Regions from separate parts of the Oryctolagus cuniculus genome. Here region 1 is linked to region 2. Evidence: chromatin contacts called from public Micro-C data. All regions are on one chromosome and are shown on one strand. Each heading gives the region's core, a stretch centred on a gene start, on an enhancer-like site or on the middle of the called end of the contact. The rest is flanking DNA. Distances are from core to core; before and after follow the strand shown.

The links. A called contact is a pair of places that touch in the nucleus more often than the background predicts.
Region 1: a contact with region 2 is called in a Micro-C map of ear pinna, with 4 times the contacts expected there. The contact joins the enhancer-like site here to the promoter of IRF2 in region 2. A contact is called at or near these places in 3 of 6 Hi-C or Micro-C datasets (ear pinna, psoas muscle and an unstated tissue).

The regions. Positions count from the first base shown.
Region 1 is chr2:66,351,917-66,358,154 of mOryCun1.1, reverse strand. No RefSeq gene overlaps it. Among named protein-coding and RNA genes, the nearest start is that of CASP3, 56 kb to the left of the region's middle. Within about 2 kb of position 4,239, at least 8 of the 8 cell types and tissues checked have an H3K27ac peak or open chromatin away from gene starts, as enhancers often do. A contact at or near this core is called in ear pinna, where this site is marked.
Region 2 is chr2:66,290,550-66,296,068 of mOryCun1.1, reverse strand. It overlaps IRF2 (interferon regulatory factor 2), which reads left to right and starts at 3,756. Exons shown (of 9, transcript XM_002709493.5): 1 at 3,756-4,075.

The DNA of each region.
Region 1 (6,238 bases), core at 2,990-5,489, 62 kb before region 2:
AAGAAGCTCTTGGCTCCTGGCTTCAGATTGGCACAGCTCTGGCCATTGCAGCCAAATAAATGAATAAATCTTTCAAATAAATCTTTTTTAAAAATTGTATTGCCCTGTAATTCCATGTCATTGTACAAGCTAACCTCTCTGGCCTCAATGTGTCTCTCCTACTCCCTTCTTCCTCTAGCCAACCATCCCATTATCATCTGATAAAGTTATATTCCTTTATGGCTTCCCAGGAACTTGAGTTTCCTTTCTATGCACTCATCAAATTGTATTTAAATATTCATGTGTGTTATGTCTTTGTTAGCCTGCAGAAACCCAATGTTTCTTTTTTTTTAAAGATTTATTTATTTTTACTTGAAAGCGTTACACAGAGAGAGAAAGATAGGCAGAGAGAGAGAGAGGGAGAGAGAGGTCTTCCACCCGCTGGTTCACTCCCCAAATGGCCACAGTGGCCGAGGCTGGGCCAGGCAGAAGCAAGGAACCAGGAGCTTCTTCTGAGTCTCCCATGTGGGTACAGAGGCCCAAGTACTTTGCTCCTCCATTGCTTTCCCAAGTGCATTAGCAGAGAGCTGGATCAGAAGTGGAGCAGCCAGGACTTGAACTGGCACCCATATGGGAAGCTGGCACTGCAGGCAGAGGCTTAACTCTACACCAGAGCATCGGTCCCTGGGCAACACAATTTGTCCAAAGAAATGCTAGAAGCTAGTGTACTTGGGACGTATGAAATGAAGTAAGGATGAGTGGAAGGCGTAGCTGGAGAGGCAGGCAGATATGAGACACATGTGGGCAGGGATTTTGTTGAGGATTTTTTTTTTAAAAAAAGATTTTATTTATTTATTTGAGAGGTGGAGTTACAGAGAGGGAGAAAGAGAGGGGGAGGGAGAGAGAGAGAGAGAGAGAGAGAGAGAGAGAGAGAGAGAGATCTTGATCTGGTTCACTCCCCAAATGGCTGCAATGGCCAGAGCTGAGTTGATCCAAAGCCAGGAGCCAGGAGCTTCTTCTGGGTCTCCAATATGGGTGCAGGGGTCCAAGGATTTGGCCCATGTTTCACTGCTTTCCCAGGCCCTCAGCAGGCAGATGGATCAGAAGTGAAGCAGCCAGGACTCCAACCAGCACCCACACAGAATGCCAGTGCCACAGATAGAGGCTTAGCCTACTATGCCACAGCGCTGGCCCCAAATATGTTTTGAAATACCATAAAGCAGAGAGGTCAGCAAATGGCTAGTGCAGTAGTATAGACAAGATTCGGAGCCAAGGTGATGATAGTGGGGAAATGAAAGGGAGGGAGAGTATCAAGAATGTGAATTGTGAAGGAGAGAATTTGGGACATTTTCTGGATCAAAGGTTTGTGTAATAGGATTTCATGAATAGGAACAGTCACAAAAAGGAAGAAAGCACTGAAGACAATGTTTGTTTGATAATCTGGACAATTGGTAAAACCTGCAAGAATGTGAAAGTAAGTATTCTGGCTGGCACCGTGGCTCAATAGGCTAATCCTCCACCCAGCGGCGCCAGCACACCGGGTTCTAGTCCCGGTCGGGGCGCCGGATTCTGTCCCGGTTGCCCCTCTTCCAGGCCAGCTCTCTGCTGTGGCCCGGGAAGGCAGTGGAGGATGGCCCAAGTGCTTGGGCCCTGCACCTCATGGGAGACCAGGAGAAGTACCTGGCTCCTGGCTTCGGATCAGTGCAGTGCGCCGGCCGTAGCGCACCAGCCGTGAACCAAAAGCAAAAGGAAGACCTTTCTCTATGTCTCTCTCTCTCACTATCCACTCTGCCTGTCAGAAAAAAAAAAAGAAAAAAAGTATTCTGAAGGCATGTGGACATAAGAACAAGAAAATTGAGGTTGGAGCTATTGAGTACAGGTTTATCAGCATTTAGCACATATCCTAGATAGTGGATGATGTTGTCCAGAGTTGTAAGAAAATAAAGACAGGGAAAAAATAAATACAAGGGAGCATAAATAATTGTAAAACAGGCAGAGGAAGGCAAAAAGTTAACTTATTATGGGAAATAATTAACTTAGCTGGGGCTGGCACTTTGGCGCAGTGGGTGAAAGCCCTGGCCTGAAGTGCCGGCATCCCATATGGGCGCTGGTTCTAGTCCCGGCTGCTCCCCTTCTGATCCAGCTTTCTGCTGTGGCCTAGGAAAGCAATAGAAGATGGCCCAAGTGCTTGGGCCTCTGCACCCACATGGGAGACCCGGAGGAAGCTCCTGGCTCCTGGCTTCGGATCAGTGCAGCTCCAGCCATGGCGGCCATGTAGGGAGTGAACCAGCTAATGGAAGACCTTTATCTCTGTCCCTGCCTCTCTCTGTAATTCTTTCACATAAATAAAAATAAAATCCTTAAAATAATTAACTTAGCCATCTCTCAGAGTCCTATTACAATTTTCATGAAAGTTTACATGCAGATGGAAATCACTTTAACTTTGGGAACAAAACATAACAAACAAACCACCATTCTAGTAAAAATCCATGCAGTTTTTTCATAATATACATTTCCATAAACTTTTCTAAGGCCCTCATATGTATAGATTTCATATTTTTTGCACCAAGATAAACTTAATCCTCTAATTCCATTTTCATGAATCTTTTGAGGTATCATTAGCAGTTCTTTGCTCTCTCTCTTTCTAAGAATGGAAAAGAAACAGGGAGGTATGGAGAGACGGAGGGAGGAAGGAACCAAAAAAGGAAGGCTGGAAGGCAGGCAAGAGGGTGGGAAAGAGCTAAAGTAAACATGACAAAGCACTGTGGTAGACACCACTGCTTTTTTTTTCTCCTTAAAATGCCGAACATGCTTTTTCTTTTCTTTTCTTTTTTTTTTTTTTTTTGATTTTTTTAACTTTTATTTAACAAATATAAATTTCCAAAGTACAGCTTATGGATTACAGTGGCTTCTTCCCCCACGTAACTTCCATCCCACCCGCAACCCTCCCATCTCCCGCTCCCTCTCCCATTCCATTCACATCAAGATTCATTTTCAATTATCTTTATATACAGAAGATCAATTTAGTATATATTAAATAAAGATTTCAACAGTTTCCACCCACACAGAAACACAAAGTGTAAAGTACTATTTGAGTACTTGTTATAGCATTAATTCACATTGGACAACACATTAAGGACAGAGATCCTACATGAGGAGTAAGTGCACAGTGACTCTTGTTGTTGACTTAACAATTGCCACTCTTGTTTATGGCGTCAGTAGTCACCCTAGGCTCTTGTCATGAGTTGCCAAGGCTATGGAAGCCTTTGGAGTTCCCCGACTCTGATCTTATTTAGACAAGATCATAGTCAAAGTGGAAGTTCTCTCCTCCCTTCAGAGAAGGGTACCTCCTTCTTTGATGGCCCATTCTTTCCACTGGGATCTCACTCACAGAGATCTTTCATCTAGGTGTTGTTTTGTTTTGTTTTGCCAGAGTGTCTTGGCTTTCCATGCCAGAAATACTCTCATGGGCTTTTTAGCCAGATCTGAATGCCTTAAGGGCTGATTCTGAGGCCAGAGTGCTATTTAGGACATCTACCATTCTATGAGTCTGCTGTGTATCCCGCTTCCCATGTTGGATTGTTCTCTCCTTTTTAGTTCTATCAATTAGTATTAGCAGACACTAGCCTTCAAACATGCTTTTTCAACACTTAGTATTTTACACCAAAAAGGGATCCTTCATCCTTGTGAGCAATTAGCAAAATGCATAAAACTGTAAAAAAATTAATCCTCTAATCCAAAACAAAACAAAAAGCCGCTAATTAACTATTTTTGCTATATCAGCTTACAGAATGGGTTCTATTTTCATTCGTCCGTGTATCATATGCAGAAAATATGTTGGTAATTCTTTGTTTTGTTTAGTTCTCGGTATTTTTTTTAAGCGGCCCAAAGTTTTCCAAAACGTCCTTTTATTTACAAGGCGGATGTTCTTGTGACCCTGTGGGACGGCTCATTGCCTTCCTTCTACAGTATCTGCCGCGATTCCAGAGTCCCGGGAGGACATCAGGTACGGCCACTTGGGGGCTATCTCAGCCCTTCTCAGCTCTACCGCTGGACGGAGGCCGACACACACCAATTCTCTCTGTGCGGCGGACATTCGGGGACCTCGCCCTTGAAACAAGCCTCCAAACAGCGTCCCCGGACTTTGTGACAGCCTTATCGTGTGCCACCCATGAGAAACTACAACCCCCGTGGGTCCTGCTCCCCTGTTCCGCCGCCACCCCGCGCCTGCGCATTTTGGGTGCGGACTACTATTCCCAGGATGCATCGTTCCGGCGTCGCTCGCGCAGCCCCACTTCCTGCCTCGGCGTTTCCTGTGTACTAGGGGCCGGGCCAGGTGGAGGGAACGTTTAGGGTGCAAAGGTATTGGGAGTGGCTTTTATTTACTTATTTATCTATTGTAACGGGAGAACAGCGGGCGCACCCGAGAGACGGCCCATCTAGGTTTCTAGCGGGCGCACGGCTTGCTTCTCCGAGCCTCACTACCCGCCAGCCCAGCACAGGTAGTGTCCGTCGCTCCCGTCATTCAGTCTCCTGCGCCTTGAGGTTGTGGGAACTCCAACCCAGGGGCAGACAGCCGACAATCCTGGGGCGTACTGGCGACTTTTCTTTTCCTTCTATCACGGGGATTCTGGTAGAGAAAAGGAAGACTGAAGAAGGCTATCGGATCGTTTGCCCTGTAGATTGTTCCTAGGTGGTTTTGTACTTCGTTACAGTTGGGTGAGGGGTCCCTATTTTTATGGCCTTTGAAACTGGTTCTCGTTAATGTGTTCTGAAGACAGAACCGTGGGGGAATACCCACTTAAGAGGAAATGAGAATCGTCTCAACGCGCCATTTGACTGACAGCCTTAATGTATGTATGCCATTCATGGGAAACTACACTCTCTGCCCCTTCGCCAGGAAAGCAGAATGAATGCAGGAGTGAGAGGAGTGTCAGGTTGAAATGAGTTGAGAGTGAATTGTGTCTGGGAAGTGAGCAATTACAGGTGTTCATAAATTGCTTTTCAATAAATGTGAGATTGTCGAGAAAGATGTGGCTTGCAACCCAACTCTGACATTTTGTAATCTCATGCAAAGTAGTTGACCTTTTTGGGTCTCAGTTTTCTCACCTGTAAAATACAGATGATATTATCTGTATTTCCCAATTGACAGTTTTTGTAAAGGCAATTCAAAAATAAGTACGTGAACGTGGTTCCTGAACACCACAATCACCGAAGTGAGTGGGTAAAAATAACAGTGTGGCATGTGATCAAAGACTGGGACAATTTAGGAATGCTGATTAAATAAAATAATTCAAACAATGGCCATGGAGTCCAGACTGGTGGTCTGGGGGCAACAGATGGGTCATCAGACAGCAGTATCTCTCTGCTCTGTAAGCTTGAGGCTGGGAGGAGCCCTAAGTGTTGACAGTTGTTTGTCAATGGCCAGCCCAAATTCCATTCATGGTGCCTCAGCTCTTTATGCTCCCTGTGCCCAGAACACTCTTACCCCACAGAAACAGATTCAGGAGGGGACGTGTATGTATGTGCACATTATATATATATAGAAACACATATATGCACATGCTTATGTGTATACACCATACACAGGATACTTCAGGAGGCTCATGTAAAATAGAATGAAATGATGTTTATTTTGTTGAAAAGAATTTTGAAATCCATGCATAGTTTTTTTCATAATGTGCATATTCTGTGGACTTTTTCAGGACCCCTCTTACAAGCATGTACAGCATATGTTTACCAAATGACAGGGCACATTTTGAGAAATACACTGTTAGGCAAATTTCATCACTGTGTGGACATCGCAGAGTGTACTAACACAAAGAGCTGCTGTGCCACTAGATGATAAAATCTTCCAGGAGCACCATCATACATCATGTGGCACAGGACTGCCTGCATTAGATATGCTTGTGTATGTACGTACTTCTATATATATATGTATGTTGCTACCTCTATAAGAGATACTCAAATATATATAGGAAGGAGAAATTTGCTAAGATTTACCTTAAGGAACTGGTTTATACAGTTAGAGGGGCTGGCAGGTCTAAAATAGACAGCACACATGGACAGGCAAGAAAGTCTCATATGGGAGATGATATTCCAGTATTATTTATTTATTTTTGAGAGGCAGAGAGAGAGCAAGTGAGCACACCCCATCTGCCTGGTTCACTTCCAAAATGCCCACAATAACTGGGACTGGCCTGGGAACAAAGCCAGGAGCTGGGAACTCCAGCCAGGTATCTCATGCATATGGCAGGAC
Region 2 (5,519 bases), core at 2,507-5,006:
GCTACAGTGGAAATCACCGCGTGAATCTACTACACTGTCAGAACACCTGGGAAGCAGAGACTTTCACTCCTCATTCCCTGCAGTGTCCCCAGTGCTGAGGAGCACGCCCAGGCACCTAGCAAATGTGACTTGAATGATTATTTTATGAAACTTTTCTCATTTATTAGAAAAATAAAAACCCACCTGAAAGCAGTTAACTGGGAGTGTGTCTTTAAACTTCTTAAGAACCACTCCTGGAGAACCACTCATTGTCCCTCCCCAAGTCCCCCAAAAAGAAATTAGTTCTAACGCATCCAGGTAGCTCTTTTGGGACGTTCCATTTCACAGGTGAGATAGAAACTTGCTTCGCCCCTGGGAGCACGCTGCTCTCCCTACACAAGGCTGCTCCCACAACAGGCTGTTTTCATATTAGACTAAGGCGTTTGGTGAGATTTCCTTGGTATGCCAGAAAGCACTGTTCCCACAGACTTCCCAAAAGGTTGTAGTTTGCTATACTGATCCATTTCCCACGGAGATTTATGACTTTAAGCATCTCATCAAAAGACTGAGAAATTCCTCTTCACTGTGTCTGTCAATCCCAGGTGGCTGCTTTGGGTCACACTTACATGTTTGGTCAGCAGTGACAAGTCATGAAGGGCGTAAGAGTAGAGTCAAATGCATTCTGTATTTTACGAGTTTAGGTGCCTGGAAAATTGGAAGCAATCCCCCTGCCTTAGGGTGCTCCAGGGGCTCAAGAAAAGGAGGGAGTCTATATGTCCCCCCGTTTCCTGGCTAGTCAATGAAGAGACAAATGCAAGGCTGTGGGGGAAGGTTATGAGTTTTGTTATGAGGTTATGAATTTGTTGCACATGGACAGCATCTAGGAGGAAATGTGTCTAGAGCGCAGAAGTTAAGATTTGGAGGACACACCAAATACAGATGCTACCCCTGAGACATGATGGGGATACGTACTGCTAAACCCATCGTAACCTAAAAATATCATACAATGAAAATGCATCGAATCCCTCTAACCTACCAGATGTTATTGCTCACGTAGCTCAAGCACACTACAGTATGCGATGTTTCCTTGGTGATCCCGGAGCTGACCCGGAGCTGTGCCTGCCTCTGGCCAGCACCGAAAGGAAGGACTGGACCATCTATCACTGGCCTGGGAAAAGACCCAAAGTCAAAATCTGAAGCTTGGTTTTTGCACTACCATAAAGCTGAAAAAAAAATCATTACGTCAAAGCATCATAAATTGGGGGCCGTCTGTGTTGGTATTTGTGGAGCACTGGGCGTGGAGGACAGCACCCGAAGAGAAAGCACATAGAATGAGAAAATAAGAGGGTTAGGACAGAACGTCTGGAAACACCATAATTTAGGGGCTGGCAGCAGAAGAGTAGCCAGCCAAGCAATAGAGGAGGACAGGAGGATGTCACGTAGGCATCATGGGAAACAGGCAGGATGATCAACGTTGCTCAATGACGCAGAGACAGAAAATGGCCCTGCAGAAAGGTGACTAGAAGGAAATATATGTAAAATATCAATACATCTATTCCCAATGGGTGACATTTTAGGTAGCTGACTTTCTTCTCTTAAAGGTCCTATATTTTCTGAATTGTGTCTAATAAACATCAGATCCATGTATATGGAAAAGCTATTAAAGTATAAAACAAATGCTTTGATAAAGTCTAAAATGTTTTATAAAGCAAAGAGCAAGTAATGATTCACTAAGAAGCGTTTGAGTTCCTATGTGCTGGGCCCCATGCTAAGGATAAAATAATGACCAAGAGGTTAGCTCTGCTGTTTGACCAAAGGGAGTGGCAGCTGATTTGGCAAGGTGTGTGGGGGGGGGGAATGTAGGGCTCCTGGGGAGTGGTGGCAGGAGGTGAGGCTGGAGGAGCCAAGTTGATGTGTCTTGTCAAAGCACATGGCCTTCACTTTGAAGGCTGCAGGGAGGCTGCTGAGACGAAGAGCCACGGTCGGAACTGTGCTTTGCCCGATGTTAATTTTCTACTTAACTCGGTTAGTAGTATGGCTGCTGGCCTGGAGCAGCCTAAGGAATGATACAGGCAGCACAGTTACTAGGCAACTACTATAACCGAGGGAAGGCAGAGCCCTAGGGATGGACCAGGCCCAAAGATGCTTGGAGTAGCATCAATAGGTTTCCAGGATGCAACAGACTGGATTTATGCTGCAGGGAAGATGACTTGAAGTGTGGCTTAAAAAAAAAAGTCAACAACCAACTTCATCCTTCTCAAAGACAGCTTCTTGAACATCTTCCTCGGGAAGACAAGCACCAGAATCCCACCAGTCCTCAAGCTAGCTACTCTCCCGCATGGCAGTGGTCAGGAGGCAGTGAAGCCATGTGCGGGCCCAGCTCTGTCTGGCTCCCCTAAAATAACAGCATGGACGCAGCTGGCTTTGAGAGACTCAGGGAACGCAGCACCTGCGGGTGCCATGACACCAGGCTATTGCTTCTTGCACTCCTGGGGCTGCGAGGCGAGATCTGGGTCCCATGTGTGCCTAGAGTGAGAATTTCAAACCGACACCCTGATGATTTCTTCCCTTCTTCTTTCTTCTTCCCCACTTCTTCTTCACATTCCAGGGGAAATACAGTGAGGCAACTTTTTTGGTCGAAAAAAAAAGAGAGAGATCTGGGTCTCAGGGTGGGTGAAGAGTGACAACTATCCTACAGTTTGTGTGTCTGCCCCTATGGGCGTCATGGATATACAAATTAAGAAAAGTGAGTGTCTGGGTCGCTGTGACAGAGGGGACAATGAATAATGTGCGTATATGAGACCCACTGGAGTCCATAGCCACAAAACGGGACACTAGATCCTCAGCTCCCGCCCCACCACACGTGCATATCCCGACACTTTTCTTTATCCAGTGCACATAATTCAATGCTTCTGTGACAAAGACAGGTGCTGGAGTTTATTATTACTTTTGGAAATAATATGAGAAGAAATAGCTAGAGAAGGGACGAGCCGTTTGCCTAAGCCCCCCATGGGGAGAGGCGGCTCTAATCGGTGTGCGCCTATCCTCTCCTATGCAAGTGATGAGAAAGGACTGGGTCCCAAGTGCTGTGAGTTTGGGCTTAGAGGTGGCGGCTGAGGCACCTGTATTCTATTCTCCCATTTATCCCCGGCCTGGAAACCTGAGGCCGAGGGTGCTCAGCGAGTGAACTAAAGAGGCCAATTAAGAAAGCATCCAGTCTCCGCCCAGGCCCCGACCCCGGCCACCACATCTTTGAGGAGCAGCGACTCCCACGCTCGCCAGCCTCCCCACGGGGCGCCAGGGATGCCGACTTTTCACATCACTGCCCCGCGTTCGCTCCTTCGAGGTGGGCAGTGCTACACTCTGCTGCCCCACAGCAACCGGCTGCCGCCCTCCCGTCCCCGCGCCCCGCACGCTCCCCGCCTCGGGTCCCCCTCCTCAGAGCGCCAGGCGACCCCGAGGACGCGCAGGGCCCGCACCTGCCCGTCCTCGCTCCCACCCCAGCCTGCACCAGCTTCTGACCTGACCCCCGCCCCAACAAACCCGCGCCCGCGCCCGCTCCCCACCCGGGGCCCTCACGCGCGTGCGGCTGCGGGGAACGCGAGCGCCCCTGTGCGCGAGCAGCTAGACTCACGCGCGGCCGCCCGTGGCTCCCGCGACGTGGGGAAGTGAAAATGAAATCGACTTTTCCGAGAAACGATGAAAGCGGCGCCGCGAGCCAATGAGCGGCGGCGGCGAACTTCCGCGCCCCGCGGCCCGGCCGCTCGCGCCCGCCCTCGGCCGCCGCCTCCCGGTTGCACAAGGCCGAGACAAACACTGGGGAGGAAGGGCGGAGGAGGCGGGCGGAGGGAGGCGGGCGAGGGCGCGCGGCGGCGAGCGGGGCGGGGGGCGGGGGGATTTCCAGCCGCGGCGCTTCGCAGTTTCCTCTCCTTGTTTTGCTTTCGATCTGGACTGTTCTCAGGCCAGCCGGGGAGTAACTTTTAGTTTTGCTCCCGCGATTATTCAACTGACGGGCTTTCGTTTCCATTTCCCACACCCTAGCAACACTTAGCCCTTGCGGGATTGCACGGCTAGCGTGAAAAAGCACACGGAGAAGGTAACATTTTTTTTTTTTTTTTTGGCCAAATAATAGTTGTGACGGTGCGTGTGTTTTCTCTCGAGGGCTTGTTGACGGGGCCGGGGGTGGGGGCTGTGCGTTTGCGTGTGCGTGTCCTGATGCTTTTGACACGATGTTTTGCAGACGGAAAATGCCGGGGTTCCTAAAAATTAATGCCGGTTTGTGGAGGATCACTCGGCGCAATTATGGATCATCTGGTTTTAGGGGAAGCAGGTTCGGCTGTTCTGCTGCTGTTGCTACTGGGGCTGCTGAGGCTGCAAGGAGGAGGAGGAGGAGGTGGAGGAGGAGGAGGAGGTAGAGAGGGAGGAGGAGGAGGTTGGTGGAGGTTTAATTTCACTTTTGGATTTGCAGATGCGAAGAAGTGGTTCCATGGACACAGAGCTGTTCTGTGTGATTCCGTACCTCAGGTGTCGTGTGTCGGGGTGCGGGTCCGCTGGAGCAGGGCCTCATTTAAAACCAAAACTGTCCTGTCTGCGTGTGCGTGTATGTGTGTTTACAAGCCGCGGCCGCCAGCAGACCCGAAGGCGGGGAGCAGGTCCTCCTCGGTGCCGGCGGCGGCGCCTCTCCCGCGGCAGCCGCCAGTGTAAATAAGCGGGCACCCGCCGTCCGCCAGCTGCCCGCGCCCCGGCGACAGCAAACTTGAAGGGGCGCCCCGCGGCTGAGCCTGGGGGCTCGCCCACCCGCCCGGCACCGGGCAGGGTCGCGGGCGTCGGGTGGCAGCGTCCGGAGCGGGCTCGGAGCGCGAGGCTGGGCGCCGGGCCTGGCCGACGCGCCGGGCTTCCTGGGGGCTGGGCCGCCGCCACTCTGGAGGGACGCCGCGTCCTCCTTCCCGCCGGCCAGCGCCCGGCCTGGCCCGGGGGCTTTGTCGTTGCACTTGTCCCGGCGCGCGAGGGGCTCAGGCGGCGCGTCTCGGGAGGGCGCCGCGCGGACGGGTCATCTGCCCCGGCCGCGGCCTAGCGCCGGGCGCCTCCGGGTCCCCGCCGGCGCCCCCGGCCGGCCTCGCGCGCTGGGCCTGACCCGCCTCGGCTACGGAGCGGGCGAGGTGGGGGCAGGGAGCCTCCGGGGACCGAGCGGCGCCCGGGAGGGCAGGCGCGAGGGCCGGCGTCCCCCCAGAGGGGGGCTTGGGGCGCGGGGCGGCGGCGGGGTGGGGACGGGAATGCCCGCCCCGCGCCCTCCGACCCCGCTGTGGGCGCCGGGTGACACTCGCCCGCCGGCCGAACATGGTTGGTGCAAAGCCGCGGCCGCCACTTCCTCTCCGCCTCGCCCGCCCCGGCTCGCCCACCGAGCGATGCCGGCTGCAGCCAATCGCGGCGCCCGGCCGCTCCCGGCGGCACGGTCCGGGGGCTGGCACCCGCCGGGGGCCCGGGGAGCCTGTCCAAGTTCACAGGGTGTCGCTGGCAACTCCCGCCCTCCCCGGAACGCG